Regions from separate parts of the Mus musculus genome. Here all the other regions are linked to region 2. A link is a contact called in public ChIA-PET, HiChIP or PLAC-seq and promoter capture Hi-C data. All regions are on one chromosome and are shown on one strand. The core of a region is the stretch at or near the end of the contact, and the rest is flanking DNA. Distances in the headings are between cores, read along the strand shown.

Region 1 (2,700 bases), core at 1-2,500, 670 kb before region 2:
ACTCACTATGTAGACCAGGCTGGCATTGAACTCAGAGAAATTGGCCAGTCTCTGCCTCCTGAGTACTAGGATTAAAGGCATGCATCACTATGCCTGGATCTGTTTGTAGTTCTTTTTTTTTTTTAAATATATATTTTTAAGATTTATTTATTTATTTTATGTATATGAGTACACTGTAGCTGTACAGATGGCTGTGAGCCTTCATGTGGTTATTGGGTATTGACTTTAGGACCTCTGCTTGCTCCAATCAACCTCGCCCACTCCAGTTGGTCGGCTCACTCAGTTCCTGCTTTCTCTGGCCCAAAGATTTATTTATTATTCTAAATAAGTACACTGTAATTGTCTTCAAACACACCAGACGAGGGCGTTAGATCTCATTAGGGGTGGTTGTGGGCCACCATGTGGTTGCTGGGATTTGAACGCAGGACCTCTGAAAGAGCAGTCAGTGCTCTTACCCGCTGAGCCATCTCTCCAGCCCCTGCTTGTAGTTCTTGATTTGTAAAATTATAGAATTTATCTCACAGTGTTTTGAGTCGACATTGTCTGTTCTGAATTGCTCAGTTCTTATAATTAGACATTACGTCTGTGTGTTTACTACCTTGTCATTTTAAAAAAACTTGTGACATAGGACACCTCACTTTTGGAGGGCAGAGAAAGGGACTAGTTTCATTTTGTAGTACAGACTGGTCTTTGCATTCTGAGTTCTGGAATACTTGTTTAATAAAAATTCTTTGTTCGTTGTCTCCATTTCAAATGTTGGCATCTTTGGTACCACGTAATCACCCAGCTTTTTCCTACCAGCTTCAGAGCCAACTCTTAAGAATTAGTTATCGGACTTTTACTAGTGACAAAAGTTCATAAAGAAAAAACAACCTAGAATGGATTAGTGATCCCTGTGTTAGAACCTATAAAGAGGGTTTGCATAACAAATCGTCTGTAGGAAGCATATGCTGATGAGCCCACTAAGAAAGAAAACATTTTAGTAAAATGCTCGTTTTCTTTGCATTTCACTGACGTCAATTTGGTTATGAATCTCTGACGCCGAGAAGGCCGGATTAGGGAAACAGCTGGTTGGCTTCCTAGCTCAGGCTTCCTAGCACTCCTCGGGTCACCGGACTCACTGGCCGAGTCACTAGCCCGGCCTCTATGGCGACTTACTGTTTCTATTGGCCAGTTCTCCCAGGGAGGCTGTCTGGAGACTGACCGCGCCCATAGTTTGGGGCGTGTCTTCTGCCCAGGATGGGGAGGGGGGTGGGCGTCCGCCATCTTGGATTCCGCGGTAGCGGTGGCGGCGGTAAGGTGCCTAATCTGCGGAGTGGCTCTTCCCTCCCCTCCCCCAGCTCGGTGGCGGCTGCCCCTCCCACCGAGGGTGGCGCAGGGACGGTGCCATCTCGACCATGGCGGCGACTACAGCTAACCCAGGTGAGGCGGCAGAAAGGACTGACAAGTGCGGAGAGCCAGAGCAGAGCAGCAGGGCCGTGGCGTTCGGGTGTTGGGGGAGGGGTGTCGAGGAGGCGCCCTGCCCGGAGGACCTGGGGAACGGGTGACGGGTGTTTGGGGGCTCCGTGCCCCAACTTCTGGAGTAGTGGTGGCGCTTGGCCAGCGTCTCCACTCTGCCTGCGGTGTTAGGGAGTGTTGTGGTCTTTTAACCCTCTGCCAGCTGATGTTCCCCTGATGCCTAGTAAGTAACTGGGCAAACTGACTTGGTGTAACTGCGAGCGTAAACTGGGCTATAGACGGGGCCACGTTGACGTTTTGCAAAGTCTTGCTTGATTCTACACTTGGTTTACATTTAAATGGAAAACTTAGTTCTTTGAGAATCTGCTCAGATTCTTGTAACTCCTATACTTTGAAATTTAGGGTTTTAGCGTAGTTATTAGTGTCTTGCTGCTGAAGGCAGAGGTTTGGGTAATGGTAATAGTTCAGGACAGGTCTTTAGTCCAGAACCCAGGTTTAAATCTTGTTAGGTCGAGGTGGAGCAACTCCTGTTCTTTCAGAAAAATGTCCCGCGCCATTTGTCTGTGGACGTCCTCTTGCTTGTTTGTCTGTCTGTCTCTGTCTCTCGTTCATCTTATTTTGAGTCTTGTCTCATTCCAGCCCCCGGTTGACTTTGGATCACTGCAGTCTCCCTCTCAGTCCTTTCTACTGTATTCAGTTACATCTTAGGAAGTATTTCATTTTAGTTGGGCTAATTTACCTTGTTATTTTCCAACAAAGTAAATCCATCATTTCCCAGAAGTCTGTATCATCGAAGAGTTTGGAGGGAGGGTTGTGTAATATTGGTCTCTGCTATTTCACATTGAACTTTTAAATTTTATCTTGTTAATGTACTATATTACAGTAACAGGGTACACACACGTATGTATATACATACACACAATAGCTGAAACACTGGGAAATGTATTGTTTTCCCATTATTTTTGGAAACAGCCTTTTTTTTTAAGAGAGAGAGAGAGAGAGAGAGAGAGAGAGTCCTAGAACTTATATGTAGCCCAGGTTGGCTTCAAATTCATGTGTCAATATCAACTTTAAAAAAAATATTTTTAAGCTTTAGAAATTATGTATATGATAATGTCTACTTGTGAGTGCAGGAATGGGAGGAGTCCAGAATAGGGTGTTGGATCCCCTGCAGCAAGAGTTTCAGGCAGTTGAAAGCCCCGTGATGTGGATGCTAGGAACTGACATTAGGTCCTAGAAGAG
Region 2 (2,700 bases), core at 81-2,580:
TCTTCTCAAATTTGTCACAAAATAGTAGTTGCAATCGGTACTCCCTGGATCTTCTAAGCTCTGGCTTGCTAAGTTGCATTGTAAGTTGTGGTATCTTCCAAAGGCACCAGCTACTTTGCTTGGCTGAGACATGTATACGTGGCCTTAGGTTCAGCCCTAAACTTTCAACTCTAAACTTAAGGGTATTTTTCCAGTGGGTTTCCTGTTTCAGGTGTCAGTTCCTAGTCTGGATAATTCTGTGCTCTATCCTTCCCCATTAGAAACCAAAATTCTCAGCGAATACTGAGGAAAATGAAGAGCCAACTGCATTATGCTTTTACATAAACCCAGTGAACATAATTTTGATAATAAACACTGCCTTGAATGTGTGGATTCTAGAGATCTGAGTTAAATTTTAGGATTCATTTGGTTAGAGTATAGCATAAGCTGGGCCCATTTTTGTGTTTTCAATAAAGTAGTTCTTCTGGAAGCAGTCCATATTCCTTTACAAACATGAAAGGCTGAGATGGCTTGTTTGTGTGCTCCTAGGCACAGCTCATTGTAACCTCCGTGACATATATGTTTGTTTTGCTTTATATAAAATATTTCAGTGAATTCTATTAATACTAAATTGTTAGATTGCTGATGCTTGGGATTTATGTCTTGTTGCGTTTTCTATTTCCAGTCTTCCAGAATACAGTGCTTTTACAACAGTAGGGCTTCAATAAGTAAAGGCATTGAGTTATGCTGTAATGTTGTAAAAACACATTGACAATGTGTTTTTACAACATTAACTAAAAAACTGACTGTGGCAGGGATGTTACTAAGGGAGTATTGTTATGCAAGTGAATATAGCAAAGGGTACGTTCACGTCAAGAGTGAAGGAACAAGGGGAATGCATAGCTGGGTGGGGCTGGTTTGTAAGAAGCGATGTTCAATTCAGTCTGGTTGGTCCAGGATTGCGTGGAGTAACTAGAATTTCAACCTTCTCAAGTATTTTTATCCTTCTCACCTTTCGAAAGCTACTCCGCCAGTCTCCATTTCTTCCCTTAGGGCTGGCGCCAACTGATGCGACCCCAAAGTCTTAACAGTCCATGCCGAGCTCCCAGCTCCCGCTCAAAAGTGCCTCCGCCCGGGGGCTCGGGGACGCGAGCCAAAAACGCGCGGGGTCACGCGCCGGGCAAGCGCCAAACCGGCCACAGCCCCAAAGCGGTCCCGAGGGCGGGGCTGCTGCGGGGAGGGGCGGGGCGGGACGGGGCGGGGCCGGCCGCGCCGGGCGGGAGGAGGCCCGGGGGCGGCTAGGGTGTCACCGCCAACCCGCTCCGGCCGGAAACGGGCGCTTGTTTCCGGCCGGACGGCCGAAAGCCACCGATCCTGAACCAGCCGCTGGAGTCGGAGTGGCGACCCGGTGTGGAGGAGCCGGCGGAAAGCCATTGGGAAGAGGCCAGCTCCGGTCAGTCCCGGCTTGGCTCCAGCTCTATCTCCTGTGGAGAGCAACAGCCGCGGTCGCAGTGTCCGCCTCCGCCTCCATCGTCGTCGGGGGAGGGGCCGCTTGGACCCCGGGGTCACTGCCGAGGAATGAGGCGAGGCGGCCGGGCCCCGCGCTCCGCCCCGGCCTAGAGCCTTGCCCCGAGAGTCGCGAGGGTAACGGAGACCCCAGCCCTGACACCCTCCCCATCTCCTCCCCGCTCCTCCCGCCTCTCCAGCGCCCCAACTCTGCGTCGTCGAGCTCCACTGCTCACTCTCTCTGACGAGACTTCACCTGAAGCCATCTCCCCCTGAGCACCCGCTCTCTGCTTGGTCCCCACCTTCCTCCTTCACGCCAATCTTTCACCTGCGTCCTGCGCTCTCAGCCCTGGCCGGCGGTTCCTGTCCCTTCCCCAGCTGTGCTGGGCAGTTTGGATAGTCCCCTCTTGTCAGCTAGACTTTGGGAGACGGATGGCGGAGTTTTAGGGTGGTCTAGATGCAGCCCCCCCCCCCCAAGTAGGATAAAGTTCTTTTAAAGTCACTATAAAAGTAAAAAAGAAAAGCCAAGTTTGTTCTTAACGATAGCCAAACTGAGGTGCGTCCAGTAATGGAGGAAGGGGGGTAGGGAGGGAGGAGAGAGAGAGGGAGAGGGGAGAGAGGAGAGAGGAGAGAGAGACTGTGGTGAGTGTAGGTGTAGAAATTCTAGGGCAGGCTTATGGACTTCAGAAAAAAAAAGTTTCTGTGCGCTGATGGAAACTTTAGAAGCTGATGATGAGTAAGCTGGGGGCTGTGTGATCGCACTCTTCTCATAATTACTAGGTTAACGGTGTGGCTCCTGTTGAGATGGAATGGGATTTGTTTACTGGGCCGGCGTATTTTTAGCCTGTCGGCTCACAAGGACCAGCCCTCAGAGTCTGTCTCTCTTCTCTGGTGATAGAGTGTCAGTCTAACATAGGTGTCTTTTCTGGGCACAAGACACATGTAAAAATGGGGAAGTTGAGAGAAGCGAACTGGTGAGATTTGATCTAAGAGGTTATTCCCCCTCCCCCAAATTTTTTTTTCCCCTTAGGGAATTTTCATGACTGCAAAGCCAATCGCTAACCCGCTTTGACTTTGGCTTTCTTTATCTTTTTGTGAATACTACATAGGGTGTTTTATTTAGAAGCTGGTAATTTGTGGGTCTTTGGCTTTTCCTACAATATACTTAGGTCTTTTAGGATGCTGGATCCCTTTGTGTCTCAAAACCTGTCAGGT
Region 3 (2,700 bases), core at 75-2,574, 790 kb before region 2:
ACCCGTTTGATTCTCAGCACCCACATAGCTGCTTACAACCTTATATAACTCCAGTTCCAGGGAATCTGATATCCTCCACTGACCTTGTTGGCCACCAGACATTCGTGGAACACATGCATACATTCAGGCAAAACACTCACACACATAAATTTAAAAAGAAAAAACAAAACTATTTTATGAAGGTTTAAAAAAAAACATAGTCTCCCAAATGCTGGGACTGTGCTTGGGCATGAGATGTGAAATTGCACCAGGCAGGGTTTTGGTTTTGTTTTGTTTTGTATTTTTTTTGGTTTTTCGAGACAGGGTTTCTCTGTGTAGCCCTGGCTGTCCTGGAACTCACTCTGTAGACCAGGCTGGCCTTGAACTCAGAAATCCGCCTGCCTTTTCCTCCCAAGTGCTGGGATTAAAGGAGTGCGCCACCACTTCCCAGGGGATAGTTTTTAAAGCATTTTTTACATGGAAGAAGCTAAGCTTAACTCTCCCGGTTAAGGGTCACTTGACAACTTAGTCAAGTTCTGTCCATAATGGGAGTATGGGAGATGGGAGTTAAGGCTGCTGGGCGCTTTCTCTCTCTCTCTCCCCCCCATCCGTCCCCTTATTTATTAATTTATATGAGTACAATGTGGCTGTCTTCAGACGCACCAGAAGAGTGCATGGGATCCCAGATAGTTGTGAGTGACCATGTGGTTGCTAGGAATTTAACTCAGTATCTCTAGAACAGCAGTCGGTGTTCTTAACCGCTGAGCCATGTCTCCAACCTGCTGCTCTCTTCTTGAGGCATAGATTTTATGGGACTATTTAAGGGAAAACAGGTTCTAATACGAAACTGATCACGGCTAACCATAGTGTAGCCTGGAGTACATTTTACAAAAGGTTTGAGTAGCTCTGTTAGGACTCTAAACAGCAGGGCTGGGGGAGGGGGCATTGTGGATCTCACCGTAGGGAGCATCGGGATCTGTGCAGGGTTTTCTCCGCGTGCACCCTTCCTCTGATGCCCAGTGAAGCCGGACGATGGGATTGTAGCATTCAACCCGGGGGTAAATCATGGGCTGAGGTCGCCGACCACACCAGGGCCGCGGGGTTGGGCAGAGGCAGCCAGCTCTGAACTGCTCTGGGCTCAAGCACCAGGGGGTCCCTGACCAATGTCCGGGTGGGCCGCAACCGCGCCACTCAGAGACCCAGGCGCCCTGCGGGGCACGTGCCACCCGCCCCGTCGGGGCTCCTCCGCTCCATAGGCGCAGCGCAGGGTTCCGGGCACCGGGCCCCGCCCGGCCGCGGCCCACACCCAACTCAGCTCCGCTACTGGGCTCGGCCTGGGCTCGCCGGGGCTCGGCGGGCAAAGGAGGAAGGAGGGAGGGAGCCGCGGGCAGCGGAAGGGGGAGGAGAGGACCCGGCCCAGTCAGTGCGCACCGGCCGGGCGCTAGAAGTGGGAAACGGAGTAGCGGCGCCCGGGCCGGAGCAGCTCTGCACCGGACGCCGAGTAAGTCTGTGCGCGGGTCCGCGAGGGTGGCGGGGCAGTGACGGGCGCGGGGGCTCAGGGTGCAGCTCGGAGGGAGCGGGGCCTCCACCGGCTCATGGCGGCCGGCCTGCCGGAGGGCGGGCCGAGCGCTGCTGGAGCGGGCGATCCGGGCCCGGCTGGGGCCTCGGACCAGAGAAGGCCTGCGGGGCAACAGGTAGGGGGACTGGGGCCGGGCGCTCGCTCAGGATCCATGGTACAGACGCCCCTTTGTTAGGAGTGGAGCAGTAGCGGACCTTCGGTGCTAGAAGCCCCTGCGGGCCCGCGTGCGTCCTGGGGCCTGAGTGTGGAGGCCGAGGAGGAACGGTGGCGGCCCCTGCTGTTGCTGCTGTTGCTGCTACTGCTACCGCCGCCGCTGCCGCCTCTGTTTCTGACCCCCTTGTGCCCATCCCAAGAGGGAGGTCAGAGTGTCCATGTGCCTAACGGGAAACAGGAAGGAGTACACTCTTTAGTGTCTGTCCCGGCCCCAAAGGGCTCACATTCCTATACCGTTATGGGGCGTGTTTGGCCAGCTCTGGGTTGTAACTTGCTAATTACAGGCCCAGAGGCCCTCAAGTTAGTTGGCTACCTGCAGGTGGGTGGCATTTCTTTTTAGCCTGAGCTTGGGAATTCCTGTGCCTAAGCTGCACTCCTGGCATCCAAACCAGATCTCACTTATCCGAGTTTCCAGCCTCAGCTGTCAGGGTGTTCTAAGCGCTGTGAGGTCTGGAGTGAGCCGGTCTTCCCCAGAACTGAGTTAGGGAAGGCCTCCCCCAGAAATTACTTCTGTTTGTGTGAGAGCTGGGGTAGGGGGTCACTTCCCATCCCAGAGCTAAGGTGACTGTCTTGCATTTGTGATGGGGCCCCTAAGGTCAAATATTCCGTTCCTTAGGTCTTGTTTCTGGCCACATAGTGCCTAATTTCTAAGGGGTGTGGTGTGGTGTGCTGTGTGTGTGAACTAGTTCTGGTGCCTCTATTCTCACTGGAGCCTCTGACTAGGTTTCTCTCTGTCGCTGGCCACAGGGAGACTGACATTGTACAGTTCCTTTCAACACTACCCCATTTGCCGCTGCTACTTCAACCTACTGGCCTCTCCCTGTCTCTGGAAGGCATATTCTTATATAGTGTTTGGGGTTGGAGCAGGGAAGTTTGTGAAACATCCCAGAGAAGCCTGAGGCCACGGTTGTCACAGCCTCACCCCTTAG
Region 4 (2,700 bases), core at 74-2,573, 580 kb before region 2:
GCCTGAATTCTGTCCCTAGCAGCATGACACTGGTTCCCCCCCCCCCGACACACACACAATAATTGTAAAAATAGATAAACACTTGAAACATTTTCATATGAAACATATTACACATGAGATCTAGGAATTATTTCGAAATAATCTGGGAAATGGGAGCATAAATGAAACAAGTTGGCAGTTCCAGGAGATTATTGAAACAGGAGTTCCTCACCTCACTGCCTTCTTGTTTTGTATTTTGAGGACAAGGTTTTATGTAACCCAGGCTGGCCTGAGACTAGCACTATACCTGGCCAGATGTTCTATTTCAGCATTTTAAATTTTCAGTAAAAAAAAAAAATCAGTATAAGCAAAGTAAAAACAAACAAACAAACAAAGAAAAAAACCAATGGAGAACTGTGAGAAGGCAGGCGGAGTGTACGGCACCACCAGAGACTGCTAGCCAGAACAGTAAAAACAGGCCCTGCAGATCACCAAGAAAACCGATAAATACACTAGAAACATGAGCAAAATAATTGAAAATGCAATCCTCAGAAAACTCAGTGGTCAAAAACATGGGAGAGATGCCCATTTTCATTGGTGATTAATAAAGATTCAGGTTTAAAAACCAATAGTTCATTTTACCCCAGCTGTGCCTAGAAGACCACAGTGGCAGTTGGGTGTATATCCTGGTGTGAGTAAGTGTGTGTGTAACTGTATATGTGTGCATGTGGGTATAACTGTGTGATAACTGTGCTGTATATGTATAACTATGTGTGAGATTAACTGTGAATATGTGCATAATAACCATATGTATGGATGAATGTATGTGTATAACTGTGTGTGAATATGTGAGATAACCATGTGTGTATAATTGTATGTTTGTGAGAGATAACTATGTGATAGAACTGTGTGTATAAGTGTATGTGTATAACTCTGTGTGTGTGTGTGTGTGTGTGTGTGTGTGTGTTAAGATCCTTTGAACTAAAACAAAGGAACTGATGAGTGAGTATTAGACACAATAAGTCATACATGACTTGTGTTAAAGGATAAGACAGGGCTTCCTAGGGAATCATGTAGCAACCTGAGATTTGAGGCGCCTGATCCAAATGTCTTTATAACTAAATGTTTCCATCTCAGAACCGATGTGAATAAAATGGACCACCAAAATGACACAGGGTTGGAGGAAAACTTTGTCCTGTTCTCTGCTGAGGTCATTCTATTGATGGCCTCTACCATGGAGCCCTCTGGGCAGCTCATTACACACAAACTGTCCCAAGGTGAGAAGGAGAGGGCGGAGGCAGCTGTTCTCATAAGTCTTTAAATGAAACCGAAATGAAAGTTCACTTCCTCATTGTGGATGCTTCATGTGACAAGCTCCGATTTCTTTTTAGAGTCATTTCAAGCAGCCTCCTGCTGCCAGGGACATCTTTGGAGTGAGCACCACACTTCAGGATGACCATGAGGGCTCCTGGCCACGCTGCCATGTATGTACTGTCTGCTTCTTTTGTTTTCTTCATATATGGCCTTAAACATGCTCTATCTTTTCATCAGTCAGGCCGCTGGGATTTTAAATCTTTGCTTTCAGGAAGTAAGCTGAAAACAAAAATCATGCCGCCCATTCGCCTCTTGTTTTTCTGATTAGGGAGAGTCTGTTTGAGAGATTCTTGTTGGCTTAACTGTGTGATAACTGTGTTGTATGTGGATGCGGTGAGATTTAAACCTGGGCTCCTGTGAAGCATGAGCTGAAGGCTCACACCATTTAAAAAATTCAGTTTCAGCCGAGGAGTGGCGCTTCACCCCTTTAATCCCAGCACTCCGAAGGCAGAGGCAGGCAGATCTCTGAGTTTGAGGCCAGCTACAGCCAGGGATACACAGAGAAACACTATCTCAAAAAACTAAAATAATAATAACAACAACAAAAACAATAATAATAAATCCAGTTTCAGGCAACTACTGAATTTCTGTTAAATATAGGAACGGAGCGGGCATCAGCTGTGTTTTTTAGAGGCTGGGCCTCACCTCTTAAATTTGGCGGCCTTAGAACTCGATATGAAGACCAGGCTGGCCTCAAACTTACAGTGCTCCTCCTGCCTCACCTCTGCCTCCTGAGTGCTGGGATCACAAGCGTGGGCCACCACACCTGGTGAGAAGCCTGTTTGGGGTATCTCCTCTGAAACAGATATTTGATTTGTTGGGGAGAAATGTGAAAAAGGAAAATAACCCAAGGGTGTACAAATCTAAGAGCTGGGTTGTCCTTTAGCTTCTCTGAAGGCGAGCACGGTTATTTGAGAGAGAAGGTTGAGCTGCTTGGTTGTTTGTATTACTTTGGTGTTCACGCTCAGGCCAAGGGTCTCACCCATACTAGACGAGTGTCAGACGTGGCGCTGCATCCCCAGCCTTCTCTGTGTTGCCTGGACAGGCCTGGAACTCCCTGTTGACAGTCCTCCTGCGTTGGCTTCTGAAGATGGGACTATAGGTATCCACCATTGTACCTGGCTTAGTTTTGAAATTAAATTTTAACCAATTTAAGAGAGGAGAGTAACTATACATATTAATGAGGTGCTATGTAGTGTTGCCATACACCCCCCACCCCACCCACCCACACACTATGTTGTGGTGATTTAATTTTTTTATTATTTTTGGTTTTTCGAGACAGGGTTTCTCTGTGCAGTCCTGGCTGTCCTGGCGCTCACTCTGTAGACCAGGCTGGCCTCAAACTCA
Region 5 (2,700 bases), core at 151-2,650, 610 kb before region 2:
TCAGACTCTTATGATCTGTCACATGCCTGGATTTTGGGGAAGCGCTTGGAGACTCTTGTAACTGGACCTAGTTTGGGATTTTAATGATTGAGATGCAGTACTCATCAGACATTCTACCACCCGAGAGTCTAGCAGTAGAGTCCCACGTGTATCCATTAATGTAGATTCAAGTGTTGTAAATAATTAGGTGCTACATTGGGTCAGTTGTCTTTCCTTACTGTCATGTTGGGTGTTGATCCTTGGGCCTCATAATGTTAGGAAAGCCCACCACCGCTGAGTCATGTTCCTCAACCCTCTTTTAGCTTTTTGTAAATTACTTTTATCCTCCATTTAAGCAACTAGAATCTTTTTGTAAAGTTTATGTATATGAGTACACTATCTCTGTCTTCAGACACACCAGAAGAGGGTATCAGATCCCATTACAGATGGTTTTGAGCCACCATGTGGTTGCTGGGAATTGAACTTAGGACCTCTGGAAGAATAGGCAGTGCTTTTAACTGCTGAGCCATCTCCCTGGCCCTGTAGGGCATTTCTTAGTGGTTGATGGGAGAGAGCCCAGCTCACTGTGGATGGTGCCATTCCTGGGCTGGTGCCCCAGCCGTTGTTATTTTTAGACAGGATCTCACTAAATTGCCTAGAGTAGGTTGACCTTGAAAGTAAGTTCTTACTTAGAGACGTCTCACTGTATGGCTCTGGCTGACTTTGGACTCACTCTGTAGACTGTTGTGGCATTGACCTCACAGAGAACCATCCACCCCTGCCATCCAGTGTGTATGTTGAGGGGACAGAGGTGTGCCCATAGCCAGTGATGGCTTTGCTTTAGCTTCCTGAATATCTGGGATTACTGCACTGTCTCACACACGTGACTTTCTGGCCACTTTTGAACCATCTCACCTGGACTTTGTGGGCAGCTCCTCCCTTGATGTACAGCCATAATGGGTTAGAAAAACTACTCCATGCCCAGAAGCAGTTAATAGCAAACAGTCACAAAACGGTTTTAAATGTTTAAATTAGAGCCTTACATTTCTAGCCTTTCCTCCCCTCTCCCTCACTCCACCCCCATCATCTCAGAAGAGGATCTGACACAACGTTGGAAATGGTGCAGAGTAAGGAGGTGGGTCAGAACTAGATGAGTTGAAAAGATGGAAATTGCCAGTCAGACATTTTGAGGAAGAATGGAGACAACTAGGGCTGTGTTCTTAAATCTCCCACCAAAGTCTCAATTTGAATATTGTGCTATCTTATTTTTGCCCCCCAAAGTCAGTCAGATGAAACTAAACACTTAGCAGCTATCCACACTGGCATATGATACTGTATACACACATTGTGCAAATGTGTGTCCTTCCTCCCTAACCCCTCCTCCTTTTCATCCTATCCCTGACTCCCTCCCTTATCCAGATTTTCCAGCCACTGCTGGAGTTGACTTCCGCAATCCTTACCGAATAAATCTAGCACCCTTAGTCTTCCGCTCACAGTAGCCACGCTTCCTATCCGAAAAGAGCCTAGCGAACAGATTCTCAACAGCAGGTAACATTTTTAACTTCTGGATCTTTTAGCGTCTTGTTCCTACCAATTAACCTTATTTTAAGAAGAGAAAGGATATAATGAATTGGGGATCAAATAATTTAAGTTCCCTGAATAACAACATAATCCTTAGTTTATTTTCTAGCTAAATGTGTATGGAAATCTTTAGGATTTTCTATGTGAATGAATATGTGGCTGTTGGTATAATCAGAGGAAGAGGATTCTGTAAGCCTGTCTCAAGCGTGGGCTCTTTCTGAGTTCTGTTTAACTTAAGAGTTAACCAACTCCTGGGGAAGAAGAAGAATTCACAGCCACCCGCAAGCCTGTCACACCCCGGTTACTGGTGCTCTGCTGGGTAGTCTGTTGCTTTGCAAAGAGTAGATGAAATGTCGTCAGTGTTGCACAAGTCATATGATGTGCTGCTGGTGGGAAATGGTTTTTAAACTTAAGAACTTGCAATTAAGCCAACACAAGAAATTAATGGGGCCAGAGCAGATGCTGAAAAGCTGTGAGCTGTGAACTTAGGTCATTACGGAATACTGTCCTTCCATCTTCCACCTCCATTCGTGTCTGAGGCTTTCACCCTGTAAAGCAGCCACGTCGCTGTTTGGAAAAAAGAAAAGAGAAAAGAACAGCTACTTACCCGTGACATCTGGTTATGATCAGAGCTGTTTCCTGCCTAAAGGAGAGGAGGTGGAAAGAAAAAAGTGGACAAGGCAAATGAAGATACAGTGAACGTAAATACCATCAAAATGGTCCTGTCCTCTCCTGGCAAGATCTGGGTGTAGGCAAGGAAGAATACTATGCACAAAGCCTGAAGTGTACTGTAGCTAGAACTCTGGCTCTGTAACCACGCTCACTGTGCTTATTCTGTTTATGTGCACCCTTACCTGGGATACGGGGGTGGGGTGGGGGTGGCATAAGAGCTGCCGAGCCTTTCCCAGTTACTTCTACGCACTGCGGTTGCCTAAAGTGTGTGCAGTGTTGGTGGAACATACGGGAGTTACAATGATTAAGTCAGATGATCCGGCACCTCCTGAACTTCTGTCTGTTTTATGTGAGAATCACCTGCAATTCCTTGTTTTCCATATACAGCCAAGTGTGCCTGTCTCACAGTCAAATGAAGGGATTCTTGGGCATGGCTCACACCTTTAGTCCTGGCACAGGGGAGAGGGG
Region 6 (2,700 bases), core at 152-2,651, 880 kb before region 2:
TTTGTCCAGATCCCCCCAAGAGCATTCAAGGCCTAATCCACAGGGCCTTGCTGTGTCATGCTGCCACCATGCAGTCTAAGGAGGGATGGTGGTGGATGAAAATGGAGGCTTCCTGGTATTTCTCATGTTGCTCTAGGATTTTCCTATTAGCCACAATCCTCCCCTTTTTCTAGGAGGAGCTGCAAAGACAAATCTGCTGTCATAAGTAGTTCCTGTGAGCTACACTGATTGCAGCATGCCATCGGGCAATCCCACAATGGCTCCCACCTGTCCCACCTAAAGCCTCTTTGGAGCAAAAATCTGAGATAGGGAGGAGATTGTTAAAGGTTCCAATCACTCTCAATAGCATCTCATGTTTAAAAAAAAAAAAAAGTACCCTACTCCCCAAACCTCCCTACAAGAGACAGAAAATCGAGGGGGATAGAAATACAAGGGAGTAGAGGCTACAATAATTACAGTAGGAATAAAGATTCACCAAATAACTGGTAGCAGAAATTATAGCTTGAAAAGGAAGATATAGATAACTAGACACTAGACAGAAGCCATTAGATGCACAGGGCAAAAATTATAGGAAAATGAATACATGAAATGAAGAGCTAAATGCCGAGAGATGATTACAGGTAAAGTGCTAGAAATGAATGCCTAGGTCCATGGTAAGGCATGGATGGAGATCTTAACAGATAAAAAATCTGGTAACGAATAGTAACCCATTGTTCATAGCGCCCCCTTCTCTCCTCTTAAACTGCCCCCCACCTCGGTCTCACACGGGGTCTTTCAAGCTTAAGAAGCGGTCCCTCGTCTTGGTTACCTGTTAGCAATGAATGACTAGGGTGTTCCGAAGACGGAAGGGATGCCTCAGGGGCTCGGGGGTCGGCTCTGGACTGGAGAGGAGGAGGCTGCTGAAGGAAGCTGTCGCGGATGTGACGGCTTTGTCTCCTCACGCCTTCTCCCTCGTCTGTGACAGAATCTGCCGCTGGGTCTCCCCTGCAATGCAGCCCCTCCTAGCAAGGGCGGAAGCACTCCCCGCCCCCTCTCTGCCTGACTCGGCTAATTCGAGGGATAGGTTCCGGAACACGCTATCCACCGTAGAGCCTCTCCGTCGGCTCGCACCGCACCCCCACCTCTCCAAGTACCCTCGTGCTGACTGGAGCGCATGGCTGAGCAGTTAATTGTCCTCTAACTTAGATGTATGGGTTAAAAAGTCTTCCGGTTAAACAACAGAATGGCCCTCCTTTCCCACTGTAAGGACTAAAGGGGACTTTGGGAGACTCAGAAAGGGCCCCAGCGCATCGTCCTCTCAGCGCCTGCAGCAGGTGGACAGACTAGCACAGACAGTTGGGGTGCCGCGGTTGTCCCCGAGCGCGGTGCTTGCCGCTGTCCCCGCGGGCCACGCCGTGCGCCCCGAAGCTGGGCGGAGCGCTGCGCTCCGCTCTCAGCCCCTGGGTTTCGTAATCGCGTCGCCGGCGTTTCCGCCCTCCGCCAGCCCCACCTCTGCCGGCCCGCCCTCAACTCCCCGCCGTGCCGAGAAGCAGCCAGGGGACCCGGAGTGGCGGAGCCCCCGCCCGCAGTGGGGACGCCGGGGAGCCGCAGGTAAGAGCGCCGGGCGAGCCGGGCTGCGCGCGGGCGGCGGGGAGGGGAGGGCAGGGCAGCGGGGAGGTCGCGATCACAGTACACGCGCGGGCGGCGCAAGCCACGGAGAGGCAGGGAAGCGGCGACTGCAGCGTGGGGCCGGGTGGAAGGTGCGAAGCGACAGGGGCTCCTCGCCGGCCCTCTAACCTGAGAGATCTGCTGTGCTAGAGAATCCGAAGTGGTGCTGGGCCCCGGAAGGTCTAAGCCAGAGTGAAGCAGCCACGGAGAACATTGACAGAGCCAGTACAATTCATCGAAGTTCCCATCCTGGGTCGCAGTGGGTGGGGGACGGAGCTGGAGTCTGACGGAGAATATTGGGGGAGGGGAAGAAATTAGGATCTCCTTCTGTTAACTTTTAAGTATCCCCAGCCCTTCCCTGGGGTTAGGGCAGGGTTGGTGCTCGGACAAATATCTGTAACTTGTTTGAAAATGGGGCCCATTCCTCTCTTGGGAGTCCCTCAGCAGCCCGCTATGTTTGGAGGGTCTCCACACAGGGACCAGCTGCATCCCCGGGCTTATAGCCAGAATTTGCCCACACGATTCTCAAGTCTCTTTCTCTCCAGCTGCTTCTTGCTTCTTGTGAAGGCTTGTCAGACAGCGGGTTGGAGAGGGAGGCCTTGGGGCCGGAGGCAGCGGGACCGGGAGAACCGGTTTGGGGCTACCACAGGCTCGGGGAACTACCTGTGTACATCCTTCCTCCCCACCTCTCTCCTGCTCGCCCCTCTACAGCTCTGAAGTGTGTAAGGCCCACCGGGACGATGACGGTGGTTTAGGGTTTGTCATTTCAAGTTCTGGGTTTCTGGTGGAAGTGAGAGGGGCCCTCCTGTCAAGGATGTGGCTTTCTGCGCTTTTGTCCCTGATCCCTCCTGGCTTCCTTTTTACTGTGGGGATGAAGTAGTGGGCCATGGATTCAGCATCCCACCCTCCCCAGCTAGCCAGCTCAGGCTTTATTTGTTCCCAGCCCATTCGTTGGCTGCTTTGAAGAGGAGTGACAGCCAAAGCTTAGTACTTCCTTTTCTGGCTTTGTTCCTCCTCCCCCCCCCCCCACCCCACCCCACCCCACCCCCAACT
Region 7 (2,700 bases), core at 71-2,570, 820 kb before region 2:
TATTTGAAAGGAAGATGCCTATCTGTTTCTTCAGGGGCAGAGAAACTTACAGCAGGGGGCCAGGTGACTTGGAGCCTTTAAAGGGAAGAGCGACCTAATGCCACACAGCCTGTCAACACAGCTGGGCGAGTCCAGCTGGTTCAGGAAGCACCAAAAATAAGCTACAAAGAATTCAGGGCCGTGCTTATGGTTTAGATTCCAAACACACTTTGTGTTTATCCCTTACCAAGGAGGCGGTATTTTTACGTGTGTGTGTGTGTGTGTGTGTGTGTGTGTGTGTGTGTGTATGCGCACGCGCCTGCATTAACACTAAAGGAGAACACTGGAAGCAAAGGAATGTAAGTTGTGGGTCAACATATATGCCTGATGAATTATTCTGTATATTTGGCATAAAAACAAAGATTTAAAGTAAAACACCACGACCGCCTCTACCTAGGAGGGAAAAAAAAAAAAGGCAAACCGCCATTCAGAGGCAATAAAGCGGTGCACCCAGTGCCCTCCACTCCCAGAGGTTCACCTGGACCCAGTGGGCTGAAGCCCGCTTGCGGGAGGGAAACTGAGAGGGGCGGGGAGAAGGGAGAGACACACCTCGCCGGGCGAGGCTGGCGGCCGCCGCACAGGTTCTGCCGAAGGACCCGACTCAAGCAAACCAAGAGACTCCTTTCTCCGGGCTCTCCCGCCTATGGCCGAAGGGCTTGGTCCTCTAGCTCCCCCGCGTCCATCTCTGTGATCCCTCCACACCGACCGTCCGGGCTCCCCAGATCCCACACCTTCGTCCTTCCCAGACCCCACGCTGCATTCCTTTCGGTCACGGACTGGGACCCGTTACCTGCAAAGCGGCTCGACAGTCCTGCAGGTAGTCCTCCATGGTAAAGCCCGAGGTGTGCCGTTGCCCCTCAGCCAGGAGAGGTAACCCGGCAGAATGTACCCCGCCCTAGACCTAGGGTCTAGAGCCGAGAGTCAGGGGGCGGGACTCGAACCCGCCACTAAAGGGTTCGGCCTCCGAACCCCAGGAGGAAGTGCGTAATCCGGCACTCCGGGAGTCCGGCGTTGCCCCGCCCCCCAGCGGCAGAGGCTGGGTTCTGAGCCCAAAGACTCATGGGACGTCAAGGAGGAGTATGGTATATCGCGGTGCCTCCTGGGAAATGTAGTCCAGCAGCTCGTGTTTGTCCTCAAGTGAGCAGTTTTCGGAGGGCTATGACATGCAAATTGTGTATGTGTCACAATAACTCGCCTTTATGGCATCTGAACTTGCAGATAGGACTAAGTATAGTACCTTTCCATATATTACACCGAAAATCTGTTCGAGATTGATGTAAATTAATCTCTCAATTTTTTTTAAAATACAAATTCTTTCTATCTAGCCCAACCTGTCTGGAATTTGTAATCTTTCTCCTCAGTTTCCTGAATACTGGATTCACAGGCCTGGTTTGGTTAGGACTTTAAATTACAACATTGCTGTACATATTATTTATTAAAATAGCTTCCCTGGTTAGGTGTTTTTTCTTTCTTTTTTTTAAATTCTCCCCTTTACCAAACTGACAAATCGTGATCAATGTGTTTGTTCACGATAGGAAAACATTACCATAATGTTTGACTTGTTTTCTTAAAACCTACTGTCGTGCCAACTCTTCCTCCTTCTTCATAGCCTTTCTTCTACAGCCTGAGCAAATACTCCTCATTCATGGGCTGTTGCAACCGTGACTTTGCTTCCTGGGTCTCTGTTGCAACAGTTCTCTCGGCTTTCCGAGTTGCTTGAAGCCTTATCCTTTGGCCGTCACATCAATAGAGTTTAGAGGAGCCTTCAGAACCTAAGGCTGGGTTCCAACATCCCTTAACTGCCACTTGCGTGTCCCAGGGCAGACTACTTGGGGGGAAAATGTCCCTTCATCATAACATGTTCCCTCATTTTTTAATCTATCCCCAGATCGTCCTGCTTCTCGGGGAGGTGAGAAGAGGCAGAAGAGCGTCTTCCTCGCCCCCGACCAGGTACACAGCTGAACCAGTTTCATTCCTAGCCTTTCAAAAAAAGCATACGGGGAAGAAGGGAAGCCTTGGGAAAGAGCTCAGGGGCTCCAGAAAACCAGGAGTGGGAATTTTCTTTCTTATTGAACGAGTACATATGCAAACACAACGCCCTTCCGCCCTGCTTTCTTGGCTCCAGAGCAGAGGGCTGCGGCGGGCATCCAGGGAGGTCTAATCAACAGCCGCTGTCCCGCCCTGCTCCTCCGGGCTCTGCCAGGCCGCTTGCTTTTCCCGGTTCTCACCAGAGAGGCACACGCGCTCCGTCCCTTCCAGCGGCAGGCGGAGGGAAGAGAAAGGGTCTGTTGTTTTTCTCTCTTCCTTTCTGCGGCTCACCGGGCTGCTGACCGGCTCAGACAGCCCTGATGGAAATCCTCGGTAGCTGAGCAGGCCCCTCCTCCTCCTCCTCCTCTAGGGACCGCGTCCTTGGCTAATTTGTCTTTGTCCGGACAGGGGGAAAAGAGGGACAGAGAGAAGAAAAAGAAAAACCACAAACTTCCTTTGAAAGCCAGTTTGTAGGCACGGCCTGGAGCGCACGCCGGAGGCTCGGTGACTCGGGAATCCTGAAGACTCTGGGAAGCCAGGCGGGACCGCCTGCGCTGTGCCTTGCTTGTCCTCGGCCCCGACCCTGCTCCAGCGTCCCCCGTATTGGGCGTGTGTCCGGAAGTGGCAGCGACC

The links. Promoter capture Hi-C pulls out the DNA fragments that hold promoters and counts their contacts. ChIA-PET counts read pairs in DNA pulled down with a chosen protein or histone mark. HiChIP or PLAC-seq counts read pairs in DNA pulled down with a chosen protein or histone mark. Capture Hi-C pulls out chosen DNA fragments and counts their contacts.
Region 1: a contact with region 2 is called in a promoter capture Hi-C map of liver, with 5 times the contacts expected there. The contact joins the promoter of Arnt here to the promoter of Otud7b in region 2. A contact is called at or near these places in 4 of 39 promoter capture datasets (frontonasal cranial neural crest, liver and pre-B cells) and 2 of 115 datasets of contacts at active chromatin or transcription factors (memory CD8 T cells and microglia).
Region 3: a promoter capture Hi-C map of liver shows a contact between it and region 2, with 2.4 times the contacts expected there. The contact joins the promoter of Cers2 here to the promoter of Otud7b in region 2. A contact is called at or near these places in 4 of 39 promoter capture datasets (the SN4741 cell line, liver and pre-B cells), 1 of 484 Hi-C or Micro-C datasets (B cells), 2 of 115 datasets of contacts at active chromatin or transcription factors (memory CD8 T cells and pancreatic cancer cells) and 1 of 9 other capture datasets (adipose tissue).
Region 4: a contact with region 2 is called in an RNA polymerase II ChIA-PET map of memory CD8 T cells, with 24 read pairs. The contact joins the promoter of Ctss here to the promoter of Otud7b in region 2. A contact is called at or near these places in 4 of 39 promoter capture datasets (cranial neural crest, maxillary cranial neural crest, neutrophils and 1 more) and 2 of 115 datasets of contacts at active chromatin or transcription factors (memory CD8 T cells and pancreatic cancer cells).
Region 5: a promoter capture Hi-C map of adipose tissue shows a contact between it and region 2, with 2.3 times the contacts expected there. The contact joins the promoter of Ctsk here to the promoter of Otud7b in region 2. A contact is called at or near these places in 1 of 115 datasets of contacts at active chromatin or transcription factors (pancreatic cancer cells) and 2 of 9 other capture datasets (adipose tissue and pancreatic islet).
Region 6: a FOXA1 HiChIP or PLAC-seq map of pancreatic cancer cells shows a contact between it and region 2. The contact joins the promoter of Mllt11 here to the promoter of Otud7b in region 2. A contact is called at or near these places in 1 of 39 promoter capture datasets (pre-B cells) and 2 of 115 datasets of contacts at active chromatin or transcription factors (kidney and pancreatic cancer cells).
Region 7: a contact with region 2 is called in a promoter capture Hi-C map of liver, with 2.8 times the contacts expected there. The contact joins the promoter of Prune1 here to the promoter of Otud7b in region 2. A contact is called at or near these places in 2 of 39 promoter capture datasets (liver and pre-B cells), 1 of 115 datasets of contacts at active chromatin or transcription factors (pancreatic cancer cells) and 2 of 9 other capture datasets (adipose tissue and liver).

What each region holds. Positions count from the first base shown.
Region 1 is chr3:95,433,140-95,435,839 of GRCm38.p6, forward strand. Arnt (aryl hydrocarbon receptor nuclear translocator) reads left to right here and starts at 1,251. Exons shown (of 22, transcript NM_001037737.2): 1 at 1,251-1,422. The coding sequence starts at 1,398.
Region 2 is chr3:96,103,197-96,105,896 of GRCm38.p6, forward strand. It overlaps Otud7b (OTU domain containing 7B), which reads left to right and starts at 1,331. Exons shown (of 12, transcript NM_001025614.1): 1 at 1,331-1,623. Gm30044 (a long non-coding RNA gene) reads right to left here and starts at 1,160. Exons shown (of 2, transcript XR_375856.2): 1 at 992-1,160.
Region 3 is chr3:95,313,866-95,316,565 of GRCm38.p6, forward strand. Cers2 (ceramide synthase 2) reads left to right here and starts at 1,325. Exons shown (of 11, transcript NM_029789.2): 1 at 1,325-1,480. It overlaps Anxa9 (annexin A9), which reads right to left and starts at 1,315. Exons shown (of 14, transcript NM_001379545.1): 1 at 938-1,315. It overlaps LOC115489748, which reads right to left and starts at 1,931. Exons shown (of 2, transcript XM_030252979.1): 1 at 1,892-1,931; 2 at 879-1,699. The coding sequence starts at 1,931. The coding sequence ends at 897.
Region 4 is chr3:95,525,463-95,528,162 of GRCm38.p6, forward strand. It overlaps Ctss (cathepsin S), which reads left to right and starts at 1,324. Exons shown (of 8, transcript NM_021281.3): 1 at 1,324-1,463. The coding sequence starts at 1,438.
Region 5 is chr3:95,497,810-95,500,509 of GRCm38.p6, forward strand. It overlaps Ctsk (cathepsin K), which reads left to right and starts at 1,401. Exons shown (of 8, transcript NM_007802.4): 1 at 1,401-1,527.
Region 6 is chr3:95,227,276-95,229,975 of GRCm38.p6, forward strand. It overlaps Mllt11 (myeloid/lymphoid or mixed-lineage leukemia; translocated to, 11), which reads right to left and starts at 1,402. Exons shown (of 2, transcript NM_019914.4): 1 at 809-1,402. Cdc42se1 (CDC42 small effector 1) reads left to right here and starts at 1,149. Exons shown (of 5, transcript NM_172395.3): 1 at 1,149-1,590.
Region 7 is chr3:95,280,756-95,283,455 of GRCm38.p6, forward strand. It overlaps Prune1 (prune exopolyphosphatase), which reads right to left and starts at 1,321. Exons shown (of 8, transcript NM_173347.2): 1 at 830-1,321. The coding sequence starts at 868. It overlaps Mindy1 (MINDY lysine 48 deubiquitinase 1), which reads left to right and starts at 2,180. Exons shown (of 10, transcript NM_199475.1): 1 at 2,180-2,700.